2 separate regions of the Oryctolagus cuniculus genome follow, and region 2 is linked to region 1. A link is a contact called in public Micro-C data. All regions are on one chromosome and are shown on one strand. Each heading gives the region's core, a stretch centred on a gene start, on an enhancer-like site or on the middle of the called end of the contact. The rest is flanking DNA. Distances are from core to core; before and after follow the strand shown.

Region 1 (4,525 bases), core at 1,073-3,572:
CGCCTTCGCCAAGGCCTACGCCCAGAAGTGCGTGTGGGGCCACAACAAGGAGCGCGGGCGGCGCGGCGAGAACCTGTTCGCCATCACGGACGAGGTCGTGGACGTGCCGCTGGCCATGGAGGAGTGGCACCACGAGCGCGAGCACTACAACCTCAGCGCCGCCACCTGCGCCCGGGACCAGATGTGCGGCCACTACACGCAGGTGCGCGCTCGGCGGGGCGGGGCCTCGTGGCGGGGCGGGGCCTGCCTCGCCGACCCGGGAGCATCTTCTCTCCTTGACCCCCCCCCACCCCGCACCGTTTGCATGTCACCCCGGCCTCCTGGCACTGAGGCGGCCCAGGCTGCGTGTCCCGGACACTCCCGGCACCAGGCTCGCCGCAGCCCTGTGCCCTGGCCTAGTTTGGCTGGGTTGCCACCTTCCCTCTTCCTGCTGAGCTCACGGTGACTTTCTGCCGTCTGATTTACTGCCAGGGACTGGTAAAGCAAATAGGTGATTTTGTTTGTCTGATTTTTATTTGCTTTTTTAAAAGAACAAATTGTCACTGAATAAAGGTTTCGAGGAAACTTCTGGCAGCATTTCCTGCCTTTCACTATTTTTTGTGGTTGTTGTTGCTTATGTCTGGCTGCTCGCTGCATTTTGAAAGTCTGAATTTTTAAAAAACAAGATAGCAAAAACAAGTTAATAAGAAACGTCAGTATACTTGTTTAAACATAACTTTTTATTTGGAAATTATTCCAAACTTTCTAAGGGGTTGCAACAATAATAGTACAAACAACATTTTTCCGAACACAGTTGGGAGTAAATTGCCAACATAATGCTCCCGTGCCCACTACAAACAAGGGCATTCTCCTGCCCAGCACACGTGAGCAGCACGAGGAGGAAACCAGCACTGACCTACTGCTCTTAGCTCATCCACTCGTGCCTAGGGTCTGGCCCACGTTCACACACCGCGTGGTTGCCTCAGATAAGGGGTGGCTGTGTGTAGGAGACTGAACAAGTGTGTGATTGAATGCTTGGTCTCCCAGGGCTCACGTCTTGTCTGAACCAAAACATGACAAACAAAAGAAAAAAGAAACCATCTTCCCACCCACATCCACCAATTCCATTTTTCTGTGCCTCTGCCGGGTGCTATTTTTAACCGTAATCTTTAGGGAAGGAAATCAACACAGCACCCACCCAGGTCCGGAAGTTGCGAGGCCGAAGTGCCCTCCCTGTCCCCTTCCCACCCGTCACCCTGTCGGCAGGGACTCGCTCCCCGGGGACTGCTGTCTATGCCCAGCGTGAGTCCTCTCAGCTCTGCCTGGCTCTCTCTCGGGTCACCAGCTGGGGTCATTCCGCCTGGGACCCGGGAGACTGCTGATGCAAGCAGAACGAGATAGCAAGCAGAGGCTGCTGGGTCTCACCCTCACGGCTGTAAGGATGATATTTTATGTTTTAGACTTGAACAGAACTCACAGGGAGAGCAGACCCCTGCCCACTTGTGATCCAGAGGAAGTCCCCCCCCTTTCAAAACGGCTCCCCCTGTTCCCTCCCCAGGGTTTTTTCTTGTTGCTGATGTCCATGACTCTGTCGTTTGGGATGCATTCCTTTGAATGTACCCCATGGTTCACACGCAGTGCCGGGGCTCTGAAGCTGGGGGAAAGACGCCCAGTGAAATGGAACGTGTGGCTGGCAGGGGAGAGACACCGCTCAGAAGGCTGGTGCAGAGGGGCAGCGGGCAGGGACGGTGCCCCCCGGACGGGGCTGAGCTCTGGCCGTGCTCTCCTTCAGGTGGTCTGGTCTAAGTCAGAGAGGATTGGCTGCGGCTCCCACTTCTGTGAGAAGCTCCAGGGCGTTGAGGAGACCAACATCCAACTACTGGTGTGCAACTACGAGCCTCCGTGAGTGCGGGTGCGGGTGCGGGTGCTGGTGGGGGCAGAGCCCGCGGAGGGCCGAGTCAGGCACAGCCTCAGGAAGAGGGTCCTCTACCGGCTGGGAGCTGGGAGGGCACCCGACGCAGGGCACTCTGTGACTAGGGGACAAGCGGATGGCGGCGGGGAGCGCCTGGGTCCCCTCACCAGTGTTCTCCTCGCCCCCTGCAGAGGCAACGTGAAGGGGAAAAGGCCCTACCAGGAGGGACCCCCGTGCTCCCAATGTCCCTCCGGCTACCGCTGCGAGGACTCCCTCTGCGGTGAGTCGGGGGCCGGGCTGGGCTCCGGGGGAAGCGCGACCCTGCGCAGCTGCGGGCTCTGCGCCTGCGCGGGAGGGGGGCCCTCGGTGGCTCGCCCCGCCCTCTTCGCGCAGCCGCGCAGGCGCCCGCCAGTCCCAAGGGACCGAATCTCGGTGGCGAGCTCCGTGAAGAGCCGGCGCGGGCCTGCCTTGTGGGCGGGGCCAGAGCTGCGGCGGGCGGGGCCTGGGTGGGCGGGGCCCGAGTGCGGTGGGCGAATTAGGCGCGGGAATTCGGCCGGCGCAGACCCGAGGAAGTGGAGGTTCGAGGTGCGCGCCCAGCGAGTGCTGGCGGAGGCCGTGGGTTCAGCAGTGGCCGGTAGTAACATTTAATGGCGGTGAGGGACGCGGCGCCGCAGGTGTGCGTGCGGTTTTGGGTGTCCCGGTAGGACCCTGGATCGCCTCGCCTTGGCCGCAGTGAGGGAGGGCCGTGAGGGTCCCCCTTGCAGCCCTAACACCGGGCCTTGTCTATCTTATCAGAACCCATCAGAGGCCCGGAGGAGGCTCAGGATTTGCCTGACTCGGTCACTGAGGCCGCATCCAGCCCGGCAACCGGAGCCTCGGGCGCTGGGAAAACGGGTACCCCTTCCCCGGCCGCGGAGGTCGCAGGCTCGCCGGCCACCGAGGCTCTGCCTGTTGCACACACCAAGGCCCCATCTTCCTTAGCAACCACGACAACCCAGGCCGCGCCTACCATAGCAACCAAGGTCCCTCACTTTCCAGCAACTCACAGCCTGCCCTCCTTGGAGGAGGGGCCGGTCACCTTCCCCGGCACGACCCAGGCTCCCAGCCCCCAGTCGATGCACGCAGTGGCCAGCGACACCAGCACACCCTCCCTGAGCCCACAGAGCTCTCCGTACCCCAGCGTGTCCCTGACAGGGACAAGCAAGCCTCTGCCCCAGGCCCAGGACGAGGCAGAGCCTGAGGCCCAGTCGCCTCCTTCCCGTGAGGTCTTGGCCTCAGTTTCTCCAGCCCAAGACAAGCCAGGTGAGCTGCAGGCCACACTGGACCACTCGGGGCACACCTCCTCCAAGTCCCTGTCCAGTGTCCCCAATGCCTCTGTCATCGCTAACGCCACCGGTGGGCGTACCCTGGCCCTGCAGGCATCCTTGCCAGGTAAGGCCGGTAGCGTCTGTGCCCCCCTCCTCGCCTGGCGCTACACTGTCGTTGTCAGCATCCTGCCCCCAGCGGCATGTGGGGCATGCACTCTCCGAGTGGGAGCTTCTGCCCTGGCTGCCGCCCCCACCCCTTGCATGGTGTGGTGGGTGGGAGGTCAGGCACAGCTGTCAGCCGGCTGAGGCAAAGCCGCTTCCTTCCCACAGGTGCACAAGGCCCTGAGGAGCCTGGCATGGAGATGAGCTGGGGTCACGTGTGGGGCCCTCTCCAGCCGCTGCTGCTGCTGCCTCTCCTGGTCTTGGCTGTGATTTTCTGAAGGGGACACCACTCAGAGGCAAGGCCTGCTGGGAGGCCTCACGCCCATGCCGATTGTCTTTCTCCAAGGCAGAGGCCACAGCTTCCTGGGCAGGTCCTGCTCTGTGGCCCAGCAGTCGCCCCTCGCCCCAGCTTCCGGCCAGCTTCCAGGCCAGCCCCGGGAGTGGTGCCCGTGCCCCCAGGGAGCCTGCTGTGGCCGGCTGCAGATTGTGCCGCGCGGTGCTCCTGTGGACTCACGGGCCTGCGCGCTCTCCTGGAGCCAGAGCATCCGGGGCTTCCCTGGGGACCGGACCCTTGGTCTATCCCAGTCTCCCTGGCCTCTCCCTCAAGCCATCTGAGTCCAGGGCTGTCCCAGAAGTGCCTCCTGCCTCCCCCAGAATGAAGAGGCCAGCTGCCCTCCTGCCATGTCCCCACACAAGAGGCTTCTTGGCCAAAGGGTCTCTGGGAGGGAAAGGCCGCAAGACATGTGCCTCTTCCACGGTGTCCTGGAGGCGCCAGACCTGGCCGCCCGGGCTGACCATGGCCCAGCAGGCCCCTCCCACCTGCCGTGGGGGCTGGAGGGTGGCAGGGACCTGGGGAGCCCCCTGCTGCTAGGCCTGGGGCTGTCCTCAAGAGCCTGTGTAGCTGGGTGGGGGGTGATAGGCAGATAAAGGACAAGCCCCACGCAGGTGGGGTTCTAGGAGTGGCGGAGCTGGGGGCAAGGGAAGGGAGGAGCCCCTGGCTCCCGAATGAAGCCTGAGAGTCCCTGGAGTTTCGGTGCCGTGCAGGCAGGGGCCAGCCCCGAAGAGGCCAGCCCTCCCCTACCAACCTGTGCCCACTCCTCCCCCAAAATGCTCCACACCCTCCTCCCCCAACACTTTCCCCCCACCCAGATACCAGCAGGATAGG
Region 2 (4,525 bases), core at 1,371-3,870, 76 kb before region 1:
ATCTTTGATGCTCTGGTTCACTCCTCAGATGGTTGCAACAGCCGGAGCCGGGCCTGTCCCAAGCCAGGAGCCTCCTCCGCGTCTCCCATGTGGGTATGGGGGCCCAAGCACTTGGGCCATCTTCTGCTTTCCCAGGTGCATTAGCAGGGAGCTGGATCTGAGGTGGAGCAGCTGGGACTTGAACTTACTACCCCACAGCACCGGCTCAGTTATTTTTTTAAACAGTGGAAATAACCTTTGGGAATGACAATCAGGAAGCTCTGCTACAGTTCTGAAATGTGCACATCTCAGCAACTTCAACTTCTAAGTATCTATTCGCTAAGGACAGGTAGCAAAGTGCCGAAGGATACAACATACAAGGATGTTCATTTCAGTGCTTTCAAAGCACAAAAAAAATGGAGATGCAATTTTAAATGTCCTTGAAAGAGGAAATGAGCAAAATACGAACTAGAAAGACCCAGACGGGCATCTGACAAACTTGTTCAAACAGTGCGTTCAAAGAGAGGTAACTTTCACTTCTTCCTCTACATACTTTTCCACAGCTTCGCTGTAAATTTCAATTTATTTTTTAATAAAAAAAATACTAACAAGGGAGTTCCCAGCCGACAGGTCGGGGCCTGAGGTAGAATCCGGCCAGGGAGCAAATACAGGGGACCCGACGGAGAAACAGGCAGGGAGGCCTGGGCTGGCCCCTGGCGGCGGCTGCGGGAACTGCAGGCACGGAGCGAACACGCGGGAAGCAGCTTGCGGGCCATGCTAGGTTTTCACTTCACACTGTTAGCGCAGCAGGAAGTGATTGAAGGTTTCCGAGCAGGATCCCGGGCTCCACTTTGGAAAGAGCACTCTGAGTTTTCCCAAAGGGGCAAGGGGAATGCATGCGGCTGAAGACCGGAGCCCGCGAGGCCGACTGACCAAGGAGTCAAACAAGGTCCCCCTCAGCCGTTAGCTGCGTGGCTCTGCTCAAGCCATGGAATCGGTCAGTTCTGGCACCAAGGCTGCCGAAATCGGAGGGGAGGAGAAGAAATAACACCACTACACGTGACGGCGCCTGCGTTTAAAGCAGAGACCTGTATGCTACCCAGCTCTGTATCCCCAGACTCCAGATTCGGCGTGGCTGGCGTGCGGGCGCCTACGCCGGCTGAATGAATGAATGAATGAATGAACGGACGGACGAAGCAAGGAATGGAGTAAAGGGAGGAGGACATCGGGCAGCTGTCTGTGAGACCCCCGCGCCAGTCGGTGCGGGGCTCGGACGCGGGCGGCGGGGCAGCCCTCAGGGGGCCCTCACGGCCGCGCCCCACGAGGCCGCATTCTCGAACAGCGCGCCCCGTGGCGAGACCCGCGCTCCGTGTCGCCTCCGCCAGCCCAGCCCCAGGGACCAGCCGCCCCTCACCTGGTCTCCAAGTAAACGTTGGGCGGCTGCCAGGAGTCTGGGGGAATCGCCGCCATGGCGAGGCTGGCGGAATCCTTCTCTACCAACGATTACTTCCGGTGTCTTTTCGAGGGGGACCCGACACGTTGGTGCACACTTCCGGTTGCCGCCGTCCAACCCGTTTGATACCAGGATTTGGGGAACAGGGACGAGGAAAAGGAAGCACCCTCCTGGGGCCTGAAGCTGGGATGCGGGGCAAGACGAGGCTGGTTGCAGGGACGGCGAAAAGTTCAAGTTCTATTAAAGGTGGGCGCCAAGGGGCGGTACCTCGCCAACCTCCCAGCGATCTGATTGGCTCGTTTAGTCGTGGAAGGCGGGAACAACCAACAGCTCTGCACTCGATTGGGGAGATGCCCTAACATTCAATTCAAAAAAATCTCTTAATTCCACAATGGTCCCGGACTGGAAAGGGCGGAAGAGAATAAAAGGGAGTGGAGCTGAGCCGCCGGCCGAGAACTTTCCTGAGGCGATGTATGATCTACACGGCGCCTGCGCCCTCTTATCTCCTCCACTCCGCAAAATCCCATACAGGAGATAATAATATTCCCATTTCAGATGTGAAAACTGAGACCCTGCAGCTAAATGACTATTAGCGGATCTGAGCCTCCAGACTCAAGCCAGGAGCCTGGGGAGAATAGCGAGGGAAAGGCTGGGCAGAAAATGAGAACTAAGGAAAGAGAAAGACAAAGACGGGAGACCACCAGTCAGAAGGCTCGGAGCAGGAACGAGGCCTAAAATAACTGGTTAGGGCAGACGGTGCCCCAAACTTGGGAGGGTTTGCTGAGGGCCAAAAACGAGAAGCCAATGACAGGAGCTGTGAGGAGGCTTGGAGGGAAGACAGGAGTGAAACAGGATAAATAAACTTCTGCACACTTAGTAATGCTGGCTTGGCAGCAAGCTAAACATGATCATGTCTTTGCGTGCTTGCTTTTCAAAACCCCACAAGGTGGATATTGCTTTCCCCCTTTTACTTTTAGAAAAGCGAGCTTTACAGAGATTAAATTGCTTGCTTTAAGAACCACAGTTGCTGAGCTGTGCTCTTAACCGCTCAGTCTGAATGTCCTTACCTGTCAAGTGGAAATACAGGTGTACCGGCTTTCCGCACAAAATGAAGAGCTCCTTGCCAGAGGGCACCCTGATGCAGTGGCTAAACCCACTGTGCCACAAGAACTGAATTTTGTCCTGATGAGTGCTGTGCTGATAGAGTATAAAAACTTTACTTCTCCTGCAGTCTTGCATTCGTGTCCACCTTGTGCCCTTTGAGCTGAGTGGGAAAGTCTGTTGTTTTGTGAGTTGCTTTTCCCTGGACCTTACGAGTTCCCGACTTGAGAGGTATAGGGCACGTGATGGGTGTGTTGGAGTTTTATGAAACTGTAAGATGATGTTTGCTTATTTCCAAAGTCCTGCCTCAAGAGGCTTTGTGGCTGGTATTGTTGTTGGCATTTTTGTCCCCAAGCAAACCACAGGGTGTCGGTAATGAGAGGAAGGAGTTGAGAAGAGGTCTGGATTGCCTTGCTGAGTTCTAACTGATCCTTCACCTTGAAGTAACAGCAACTTGTATTTACTTCACTTATCCTGTGTCAGTGCTGGGTGTGTCTTCCAAGTAAATATCCTGTATTAAAAATAAAATTACAAACACTGGCATTGTGGTATGGCAGGTAAAGCCACTGCCTAATGCTGGCATCCCATGTGGGTGCTGGTTCACGTCCTGGCTGCTCCACTCCCGATCCAGGCCCCTGCTACCATCCTGGGAAAGCAGCAGAGGATGGCTCAAGTACTTGTGCCATTGCCACCTGTGTGGGAGACCCAGATGAAGTTCCTGGCTCCTGGCTACAGCCTGGCTCAGCCCTAACCAGTGTAGACACTTGGGTAGTGAACCAGCAGATGGAAGATCTCTCTCTGTTTCTCCTTTCTCTATAGCTCTGCCTTTCAAATAAATAAATAAATCTTTTAAAAAATTTTTAATTCTTTTTTAGAATTGTCATTTTCCAGGCTAGAAACCTGAGGATCATTAGGATCATTCCATTTCCCTCTCCTCCCTATAAGTGACTTGTCGCCAAGATCTGTGCATTATTTTTTCCAAACATCCCCAAATTGAATTCCTTCCTTTCCATTCCCACTACTGTTTCAGATCTTTTAAAAAAATATATTTATTTATTTGAAGGGCAGAGTGACAGAGAGAGAGAGAGAGAGAGAGAGAGAGAGAATCTTCCATCCATTTATTCACTCCCTAAATGCCCACAACAGTTAGTTTGTGGCTAAAACCAGGAACCAGGACCTCCATCCTTGAATCTCACAAGTGGGGCAGGGTCCCATGCATTTGGGCCATCACCTATTGCCTTCCCCGGCACATTAGCAGGAAGCTGGATCATGAGCAGAACAGCGGGGGCTCCATCCCAGACACGCTGATGGGGCATCCCAAGCAGTGTCTTAACCTGCCGCTCCACAAGCTGGACCCTGTTTCAGATCTTTAGTGCCAGGGTTATTTCAGGAGTCCCCCTGCTGGCTTCCCTGCCTTTCGGCTTTCCCCCACCCATCCACCCCACGCGCAGCAGTTGAAGTCTTCTTCCCAAAACATCTTGTAGGGCTCCCTCCTCTCCCCAGAAATGTTGGTCCCTCGCAGCCCAGTGAAAGTCCCTAACCACTCGGCTGGAGCTGCACGTCTGTTTCCCCTCGGCCCCTCGCTCACCTCTCCAAGTTGGTTCCCTAGTCTTTTACCCAGTCAGTCAAGGTGCCACCGGCATTACCACCTGTAGGCTTTCGCCCAGGCTCTTCTCTTTGCTTGCAATGTCTCCCAAACCTTGTCTGTGCCTTTGTCCCATCTCCTCCAGAAAACCCTTCTCCTCTTCCCATCATACAACTTCACCTCTCTCCAGCACATTCCGACTTACCAAGTGCTTTCACAGCCTGGATCCTTTCTGATTGCCCCACTGGCCAGGTTTACAGCTGGGAGGAGGGGGTGACCAACAGGAGGGAGAGATCAGCCCCAGGGTCCATGAGGATTTAACGTGGGCTGAAACCCAAGCCTTTCTTCTCCGTTCCCTACTGGCTGCCTATCAGAGGTACGTTACAGCTTGGAAATAATTTAAGTGG

The links. Hi-C and Micro-C count contacts between places; a contact is called where the count stands out from the background.
Region 2: a contact with region 1 is called in a Micro-C map of ear pinna, with 2.6 times the contacts expected there. The contact joins the promoter of PPIL1 here to the enhancer-like site in region 1. A contact is called at or near these places in 2 of 6 Hi-C or Micro-C datasets (ear pinna and an unstated tissue).

Annotation. Positions count from the first base shown.
Region 1 is chr5:132,659,093-132,663,617 of mOryCun1.1, reverse strand. It overlaps PI16 (peptidase inhibitor 16), which reads left to right. Exons shown (of 6, transcript XM_051854798.2): 2 at 1-202; 3 at 1,772-1,881; 4 at 2,083-2,171; 5 at 2,687-3,322; 6 at 3,529-4,525. The coding sequence ends at 3,638. Among named protein-coding and RNA genes, the nearest start is that of PI16, 6.0 kb to the left of the region's middle. Within about 2 kb of position 2,322, at least 8 of the 8 cell types and tissues checked have an H3K27ac peak or open chromatin away from gene starts, as enhancers often do. A contact at or near this core is called in ear pinna, where this site is marked.
Region 2 is chr5:132,735,375-132,739,899 of mOryCun1.1, reverse strand. It overlaps PPIL1 (peptidylprolyl isomerase like 1), which reads right to left and starts at 2,620. Exons shown (of 4, transcript XM_070074141.1): 1 at 2,500-2,620.